3 separate regions of the Mus musculus genome follow, and regions 2 and 3 are each linked to region 1. A link is a contact called in public Hi-C data. All regions are on one chromosome and are shown on one strand. Each heading gives the region's core, a stretch centred on a gene start, on an enhancer-like site or on the middle of the called end of the contact. The rest is flanking DNA. Distances are from core to core; before and after follow the strand shown. Region 1 overlaps Sh3kbp1 (SH3-domain kinase binding protein 1). Region 2 overlaps Sh3kbp1 (SH3-domain kinase binding protein 1). Region 3 overlaps Sh3kbp1 (SH3-domain kinase binding protein 1).

Region 1 (3,021 bases), core at 273-2,772:
CCCCCCCCGGTTTTGCCTCTTTTTATGCCGAGGAAGGAAGGTCATTTGTGAGATCTCTCATACAGTGGTTATACCTTACTACATGTGCTAAATTGGAATGGATGTGGGTTTTTTTTTAAGTGGATCACTATTTTTTTTTTATCACACATTGCTCCTCCATAGGTGATGGAAGTAGCAATGCAATCAATAGTATTCATCCCTGAACTGGTTTCAGAGTTTGTGGGCTTTTCTTTGTCATCCAAGATTGACTATAGGAGGGAGATGGACAAAAATGAACTGGCTAAACATTTCAGTGATCAGAAATCATAGCCAGGTACCATCTTGTACTGTGATGCTATAAGGGCAAGGGGGAGAGCCATCCAGTGTGATACCACTAAGGAAGGATTCGGGGAACTAAGAGGATGAGGGAGGATGCTTCACATCACCATTGACACTCCTTACTCTCTCAGGCACCATATATTTGTGGTTCTAAGAAACCTACAAAGAGTATCTTCTGGTTTTGAAAAACGTTGTAGTGTGACATTACCACAGGGACCACAAAAGGCAGACACCTAGCCCCTACTCTGGCTCACCTTTCTCTGACACAGTACTAGATTGCAGAAAGAACATGTTTCCAATAAAATCCAGAGTATACAAGACCCACAAGAACATGTGTTCTTGTCTTTATCTGTTTATGTGTTTTTATCTGAGGAGGGGCCATCATAGCATTCACGCTCTGGATTCAATACATTTTCAGCCTGATTCTTCATTAGTTACTGACTCCAGCAAATTACTCTGAGTAAAGACTATAGCATGGTAAGAAAGACAAAGGGTTCTGACAGCTGAAGATCAGTACAAATCTCTGTTATTAGATGATGACAAGCAATCTCACCTAGCACTCCTTTCTCACCAATAAATGGCCATTAATATTATCTTTCAACTTGAGAGACGATAGTTTTGCAAGAAGAGTTAGTAATCTCTGACTTGGGTAACTCATGTAGCAACTCTATGAGGAACTGGTATTAATATGCCCATGTTGCTGTTGAAATAATTGAGAGAAAGTCATTTCCCAAGGTCACCAATCTATTAAATGAAGCAACCTATTAAATAGGGTAGAGGGAACTGGAAGTAAAGCCCAGGGCTGTTTGACCCATAGCACACTGCTAACCACTATGAAGGCCCAGTGCTGGAGAACAGCCATGAGGCAGGCATAATAGCATACACACGGAATTCATCAAAGCACAGGCAACAGTACGATGGTCAGATTGCAAGGAGGAAATAGTTATCAAATGGCAGCTACAGGATGAGCTCACCTATGCTCTAACATGCAAAAAAAAGGTAGAACGAGTGGAAAAGAAGTCTCTTTAAAGTGGTGGTTTCTGACTAGCACTTGGGTATGTTTCCTCCTTGATATTTCCCTGTGCTGTATGCATAAGCAGACAATGATCTTTATTAGGAAAAAGCAAGCTGCTCTCGGGGCCTCTTGCCCTTGAATACAGGCCCTGTACTGAGTGGGTGTGTTTGTGACTCAGGCTCTCTCAGTACTCTATTCCCTTTGTCAGCTTTTTCCAGTTCCCTATTAACGCTGTCCTGCGTCCTCCTCTGTCTTGGTATAAACTAGTTTGGGAATGGATATATGTTTTACCTAATGAAGTTATTGCTGAGACCTTGCCATTTAATCTTCCTTGACCCCAGGATCAGAGGTACTGCTTAGTCATGAAACTGACAACACCCTATGGCCTAATTCTTCCTTGCCAAGTCCCAACAATGCCTATTTCTGGATGTCTTTCTCCATCCTTGCTGGTTTGAAATACTCTTCATTTTTTTAAAAAAAAAGTTCTTTTCCTTATTTTTGTGCACATGGTAACGTGTGTGAGCTTGCACACGTATGCCACAACGTGTGCAGAGATCAGAGGACAGCTTCTGGAGAGTAGTCTGTCTCTCTCTCTCTCTCTCTCTCTCTCTCTCTCTCTCTCTCTCTCTCTCCTTCCACTCTGTGGATCCTAGGGATCAAACTCAAGCACTTTTCCTGGCTGAGCTATCTCTCTGGCCCTAGTTTAAAATAATCTATAAACAATCTCACAGAAGCCTCTGTAGTAGAAGCTGTTACCCCAGAGACCTTGCCTCAAAATACGTGGGGAAAGAAAAAATAAAAAAGGTAATGACAATTTCAAACTATCACACTTTCTGTGATTACTGGGCCATGTAAAAACAAAACCAAGCCAAAACCAAAACCTCTTGATGTGTAAGGTTTGGACTGCAGCCGATACATGAAATGTGTCATGGAAGGAATTGGGTGGAAGAAAAAGAAGAGACGACAAAGGAGGGTGAGAGAGAGGATGGAAAATTTTGTAATAACAGACAGTGTGAAAAGTGGTCCCAAAAAGTATGCCTGTGAGCGTGGCAACAGGAGGGGGCGGGGTCTGCATTTATGAGGAGTGTCATGACCACTGCAGAGGCGGATAGGATTGAAAAGAAAGGGCTAGTTTGCAAGCCATGAGCTGTCAGTACTGGATAGGTACCAGCTAGCAGAGGGAGTTTATTCTCCCCACCCCCACCCCATCCTGCTTTTGGACTGAGTCCACTTTCTCTGGTTTCAGTAAGTTCAACTGATTATAATTACATCATTTCACTCTTCCCTTTCCCCCTCCAAACCCTCCCACATCCCCCTCCTTGCACTTTCAAGACCCATATGGCTCTAGACTAACTCCTCAAAACTTGGAAGTACTGCACATGGGCCTACTTTTGTATTTTAATATGCCAAACTGGGTGACGAGGACAGAAAAAGCAGAGCAGCAAATCACCAGCAAAAATGTGGCAATAATAAAGAAACACAGCAGTTGCTGATTCTCGAAGAAACAGAGATGAACAGACCCCAGAGTTGCTTTTCTTCAAAATGTTCAACTGTGGCTGGAAGAAGGCAATGGCATGAGGTTCAGCAGTAGGTCTAGGGATCCTCTGTGGAGTTTAACAGCTACATACAAACTAGCTCCTTCAACTCAGGCGAGCATTTAAAGTTCTGCATTTTTAGAATCAATCATT
Region 2 (2,913 bases), core at 83-2,582, 210 kb after region 1:
TTATGTTTAAGACAGTCCGGGACAGGTTTCTGTTGTGTGAAATCTGTAGCATGCTAACAGGGATGGACTGAGAAGTAATGGAGAAACGAAAAATAAAAGTTTACAATTTGTCCAAGAGATTCCTTAAAGTAAATATAACAGTCACTGAAAACATCCCCCTTAATGTTTTACAAAGAGGAATTACAAAGATTGCCTAGAGTTGGGCATGGGAAATGGGGAGGGACCATAAGTGGGCACAAGTAATCCTTTGGTAGGGGGGCTGGAAATGTTTGAGAATTAGATTGTGATGATCATTAGACAACTCCAAATACACTAAAATCCATTGAATGAGGCACTTCAAATGAGTTCACTTTACGGTGTGTAAATTAGTGTAAGTTAGATCCCACAAAGCTGTTTGGAAAGCTATTGGGGATGCAGATATTCAAGCAGTAGAGGACATATGTTGCCAGAACATTTTCTCCAGGCCCTTATGAGAAACCCTTTCTCCAGTCCTTCCCCGATTCCTCTAAATCCCTTACAAGGGCATGAACACTTCCTCTCATCTCCTGCCCCCACTTTTCCTACTTCCTATCTACTGCTGCTGGCTTTCTAGTGCTGAGATAAATGCTATGAGCAAAAGAAAGGTAGGAAAGAGTTCATTTCATCTTACAGCTTCTCTTCCATCATGAAGGAAAGGCAGGACAGGAACTCAACGCAGGAACTGAAGCAGACCCCACGAAGAAATGTTATTACTGGCTTCCTTTCCATGGTTTGTCCAGCTTGTTTTATATACAGCCAGGGACGCCACCACCCACAGTGGGCTGGGCCATCCCACATCAATCATTAATCAAGAAAACATTAGGCTGGGGAAAAGGTTCAGTGGTTAAGGGCACTGGATGCTTTTCTAGAGACTCAGAGTTTGATTCCCAGCAACCACTGTAACTTCAGTTCCAGGGGATCCAACACCCTTTTCTTTTTTTTTTTTAATCATCCCAGATAACCCTAACTTGTGACAAAAAACAGCATCTTACTGACATGGCCAAATTCCAAACCCTCATGAAATTGTGGTCTTCTTCCTCCAGTCCTCTGCTTAAACAAGTCCTCCTCCTTAGGGGATCATGTGGTGGCATTCCTTCAGGCCTGCTCCAGACTCTTAGGGGCTCCCTTAGCATACTAGGCTCCAATGGGTGGGAAAAACAGGATTCCAGCTGTCCCTCCTTCAGGCAAAACTATAACGGCATAACAACAGGCAATAGAGACACCTGTCCTACACTGCTGTGATCTTTATCTCTACAGAAGGACTACTGTTTGTCTCATGAGTCACTTGGGTCATTGAAGTCAGAGGAGTCAGAGGAGAAAGAGCCAGAGTCAAGTTTTAGACATCGTTGCTGACTGACTAACCTATGATGACCAGAAGCTCAGCATAGACACAGCTTGATTATATGGAGCCCAGAATGTCAAAGTTGGAGCCTAAGCAGAAAATCCTCTTATTTAGAGCTCCTTCGGTGCTCAGAGTCTCCCTAGGGCAGACATCCCCAGGGACAACACACACACACACACACACACACACACACACACAAAACCACTTGTTCTAAATAACAACCCACAAAGATTAATGACATTGTGTCCAACAATGGCTAACGCTTGGCTTTAAAGATAGACAGCAAATAGAAACAATAATTCATGATAATTCATAGAAGGCACAAAAAGTAGAGAAATGAGTCCCTAAGTCATTCCTGCTTGACCTCAAGAAAAGAGTCACAGGGAAGTTTGGGGAATGATGAAGAGCCACTCATTACAAAGCCTCTGTTAGCAAAAATGTGGACCGTCAGACTATGAAAGGAATAGCCCACAAAACCCCCACTGTAATATCCAGGGCTCATTAGAACTAAGACAGCCCCAAGGCTTTCTTTGCAGCTGCCCCTGGCTCCCCCACACATCATTACAATGAAACCCCCAGCCCCAGAGCAGAAGCTGAAATGATGTGTTCAACATTTGTAGTGATAATTTTAGCTCCTCCCTCATAAGCATGACTTCTCCTTTCCATATTTGGGCCTTGGCTACCCTGGATGAGTCCTGCAGGGCTTCACAGACATTAGCTAATACTAGGCAGGTCAGCAAACTAACTAGTAAGTGCTTTTTGTTCTTCCATGCTTTCTGCTTTAAGTCTGTCTGGACAATCATAAGGAACTGCTCAACTCCTTTCTGAGGGGGTGGCTCGTAAGATTTCACATGTTCTTCTGGTCAGAGAGGAAACTCTTAAGATGCCAGAAACTGCATCATTAAACGTTTCTATCTGATTCCTACAGTGAAGTTTTCCAAGCTGTCATTCCGCTCCTCCTCGACACCACCCCCAATAAACAAAGTTGACAGCTTTATTGCCAAATTGCTTAGTTGCTTCCTCTCCTCCCCACCCTTCCCCCAAACCCAAGTATCTGAAGGCTCCATGCCCAGAGTCTCTAATTCAATAGCCCTGGAAAACCACTTTTTAAACTCCCCCAGGTGATCCCTAAGAGCCCTGAGACAGGGTTAGGTCAGTAATTCTTTTCCAAGTCCAGGCCCCCATCAAAATCTGCATTTCACAGGATCCCAGGAAGGCACATTTAGAGGTTGGGCAAGTTAGGTTATACCCTCATCTGGCTTTAGAATATTATGGGGGGGTTGTTGCTTCCCCCTTCACAAGTGGTAGAACAGCATCAAAAGACACATCGCAATGTCCCCCTGGGAACTTTTTAAAAATTATTATTTTTTGTGTGTGGATGTTTTGCCTGCACATATATCTGTGCACCACACATATGCAGTACCTGCAGAAGCCCAAAGAGGGTGTCGTAACCCCTAGAACAGGCATTTCAGACTGTTGTGAACCATTGTGTGAGTGCTGGGAATCAAACCAAGGTCCTCTGGAAGAGTAGCCAGTGCTCCTAAGCACTGAAG
Region 3 (3,064 bases), core at 289-2,788, 240 kb after region 1:
CTGCCTCCCTCATTGCCTACCCACTGGGAACCCTTACAATGTAGATCTCAGTATAATCTCTTCCTTGCCTGATATCTAGCCCACAGTAGGTACTCAGTCAATGCTGGTGATCAAGTATATCAGCTCAACTCCAGGAATGCCCCAAGAAGGCATTTATTTCAAACTCTATCTTCTCATTCAGCACAAAAAGACACAGTCCCAAATGTGAGCTTTTATTTGACTGGAAGGCTAAAAGAGCCCACAATTAACACAACCAGGTTATCTACAAAGTATGATTGACCAGTCTGGAAGTGTCAAGAGCTACAGTGATCAGTCCCTCCTCTGCCTTGACTATTGTTCCCAACAGCAGAGGAGTATCCAATCAAAATTCAGATCACTCAAGGCAGGGTGTAGACAGGAAAGAACTCATAAAGCCTTGGACCTCTGGTAACTCACAGCCTGTATTCTAAAGCCACAGGCTCCCCAGGGCCTGGCCCTAGAACACACACACACCCAGGTGCATAGGAACACTGCATTAGTAAACACTTCAGGGCTGAAACTAACTCTTGTAAGCCGAGCACGCTGCTCTTCTCGAAGATGCATTAGATAAACTGGATAAGAGCAAGTTGACCAGAAAAAAAATTCGTTTTAAGGGGAAAAACACAGAAAGTAGGTACAGATGAATTTGAAGATTAAAACCACAGTGTAGACTAAAGACTATTTGTTATAGTAAGTATAGAGGATGGTTCTCTGCAGAAGCCATTCAAGGGAAAGTAAATAGCCTCCTAGCAAACTAATTTACAAAGAATGTCAGTTTAGTCAAAACACTTCAGACATTTAAGGAAGATATAATCTTTGTTATTCAACGATAAGGAAGAATACCCATGAACAGAGCTTTATCTGAGTAATGTTTAAAGTAATAATACCGCTTAAAGATACATAGCTTTTCATGATTTTATAATGACACCCTGAATCCCACATTCCAAAGAGAGCCAGACAACTTCCTGATTAGAATAAGATCTTCCATTTTTCACAGTGAGAAGTATCCAAAGGTTTGGGACCAAGTAGAATATGTAAACTTTAAAACAGAACAACAGACAAATATCTGCTTGTATCAATTAATTACAGGTTATGCAAAATAAAATAAGAAAACATTGCTTCCTGTTCCAAAACACTATCTCATTTTGTGAATTAATTTTGTTTAACGGACAGTTTAAAGATGATTGAAATATATTTTATTGTGGTTAATACCTCTAAAAGGCTTTGCTTAAACTATTTTATTGAAAATGCATTCATAGAGCCTGGTAGTGGAAGAAACCATAAGCACTGTAACAATATGACTCTGGCTTTTCTGGAGGAGAGTATAATGAGGATGGGAAAAGGGCTTTACAGATGGACATGTATGCTTCAGGATAGCTAAGCCGAATCAGCTGCAAGAGGCCATATCCAGGTCAAAAGGAGAGAAGTTGAGAGCATTTCAACAGGAAAACGTGCTCAGTAGGAGCAATCAGAGCTAGAGCAAGGGCTGAGTCACAGAGCAGTCTGTGTTAACAAAAGAACCAGTGTCTGGTCAGAGAGAAAGTAGACAGCAAGATGAGAGGAAACCACACTGACCCTTCCTTGCCTTCCTCAAGCACATTTAAAATCCTCTTTCAAAAGAAGTTTCATTACTACCTCCCCTGCCCCCAGCACATACCCATTGTAGGAATTCTACTACAGCTGTGGAATTCTGCTACTGGAAGTCCCTAGAAGGAGAAGACACCGAAAACCGAAGCAATAAAGCATCGCCTTGCAAGCAAAAAGACCAGCGTTAGATTCCCAACACTCACGTTAAAAAGCCAGCATGGTGCTATGTGCTTGCTGCTAGAGAAGTAGGCCCCTAGGACTTGTTGGCCAGCCCAGCTAGCCTACCTGACAAATTCAAGGCCAGTGCGATGCTTGTCTGGGGGGGGGGGGAGAGAGAGAGAGAGAGAGAGAGAGAGAGAGAGAGAGAGAGAAGAGAGAGAGAAGAGAGAGAGAGCAGTGGCTGAGGAACAACACCCAGGGATGCACTTTGGTGCATGCACACTTGCAGGCACTCAAGACATGCTTGCCGCTGAGCGGAGAGAATCACAAGGATGAATTGGATGAAAAGTTGAGTATCCAAGAAAATGAAACCTGAGCCAAAGCTAAAAGCAGATAACGGCAAAACAGTGGCTCTTCAAAGCAGCCTACAAATGCAAACTGTCATAAGCACTAACTACTTTGAGTTCACTAACATCTAACCAAGAGAGAACATCTAGTATGTTTACAACTCTATACTGGGAAAGGCTATTAGGGAGGACACACTGGACAGCTCAGGATAAGTTTCATTAATGATGCTTCATAGTGATTGTGAACTACTCCCAGAGTTGGTCATTTGGTTAATGTTTTTAACTGTTTGAATTATCTGAACTAACAGTTAATAAGCAAGATCTACTGAGTGTGTGTCTTCTTAATCAGTATTATTGTAAATGCTCCGTCAGTGTATGAGAAAATCACTTAATAAATGTGCATCTCCTCGGAGTATTAGAAAACAGAAGTGGATTGAACCCCAGCGTTTTACTTTCCCGTAGAGGGTGTAGTTTAAAGGTAGACCACTAGGGGGCTGAAGGGACTAAGCGCACTAGAGTTTAGTTCTCAGCACCCACATGGTAGCTCACAGCCATCCCTAACCAAGGGATCTGAGGACCTCTTCTGACCTCTGCGAGGACACACATGATCTATATACATATAAACATACGGGCAAAACATCTATGCACATAAGACAGATAAATATTTAAAAAGTAAAGTTAGGCAAATAGAGTAAGATCTACAGAAACTGTTCAAACCATTTCCAAAATTGAAACACATCCTAATAAAAATAAATAGACCAAAGGTCAACAGGAGCACACCAGAGAGTTCTCGACGAGTACCTTTTGCCAAGACAATTTACATTTAGATTTCTCACTAAAAGGAAGCCAGCCAGGAGGAATTTTGAGGAAGGAGCAATAAAGACATTGAACTCTGATCTTGCCACCACACCATGAAAACAAAGACGCCATTAAAGGGGTGCCGAGGAGAAGGA

The links. A called contact is a pair of places that touch in the nucleus more often than the background predicts.
Region 2: a contact with region 1 is called in a Hi-C map of the N1E-115 cell line, with 4 times the contacts expected there. The contact joins two enhancer-like sites. A contact is called at or near these places in 4 of 484 Hi-C or Micro-C datasets (the N1E-115 cell line, bone marrow-derived macrophages and uterus), 1 of 115 datasets of contacts at active chromatin or transcription factors (the SCID.adh cell line) and 3 of 9 other capture datasets (adipose tissue, liver and macrophages).
Region 3: a contact with region 1 is called in a Hi-C map of the MNK3 cell line, with 3 times the contacts expected there. The contact joins two enhancer-like sites. A contact is called at or near these places in 1 of 15 datasets of contacts at CTCF or cohesin (large pre-B cells), 7 of 484 Hi-C or Micro-C datasets (the Ba/F3 cell line, the G1E-ER4 cell line, the HL-1 cell line and 4 more), 8 of 115 datasets of contacts at active chromatin or transcription factors (the 230-238 cell line, CD8 T cells, the SCID.adh cell line and 5 more) and 1 of 9 other capture datasets (adipose tissue).

What each region holds. Positions count from the first base shown.
Region 1 is chrX:159,910,307-159,913,327 of GRCm38.p6, reverse strand. The region is part of intron 9 of Sh3kbp1 (SH3-domain kinase binding protein 1); the gene reads right to left. Among named protein-coding and RNA genes, the nearest start is that of Map3k15, 76 kb to the left of the region's middle. Within about 2 kb of position 1,522, at least 49 of the 459 cell types and tissues checked have an H3K27ac peak or open chromatin away from gene starts, as enhancers often do. A contact at or near this core is called in the G1E-ER4 cell line, the MNK3 cell line, the N1E-115 cell line and 3 more, where this site is marked.
Region 2 is chrX:159,703,925-159,706,837 of GRCm38.p6, reverse strand. The region is part of intron 2 of Sh3kbp1 (SH3-domain kinase binding protein 1); the gene reads right to left. Among named protein-coding and RNA genes, the nearest start is that of Sh3kbp1, 78 kb to the right of the region's middle. Within about 2 kb of position 1,332, at least 13 of the 459 cell types and tissues checked have an H3K27ac peak or open chromatin away from gene starts, as enhancers often do. A contact at or near this core is called in the N1E-115 cell line, the SCID.adh cell line and bone marrow-derived macrophages, where this site is marked.
Region 3 is chrX:159,671,130-159,674,193 of GRCm38.p6, reverse strand. All of the region lies in intron 1 of Sh3kbp1 (SH3-domain kinase binding protein 1), which reads right to left. Among named protein-coding and RNA genes, the nearest start is that of Sh3kbp1, 45 kb to the right of the region's middle. Within about 2 kb of position 1,538, at least 39 of the 459 cell types and tissues checked have an H3K27ac peak or open chromatin away from gene starts, as enhancers often do. A contact at or near this core is called in the G1E-ER4 cell line, the MNK3 cell line, the N1E-115 cell line and 2 more, where this site is marked.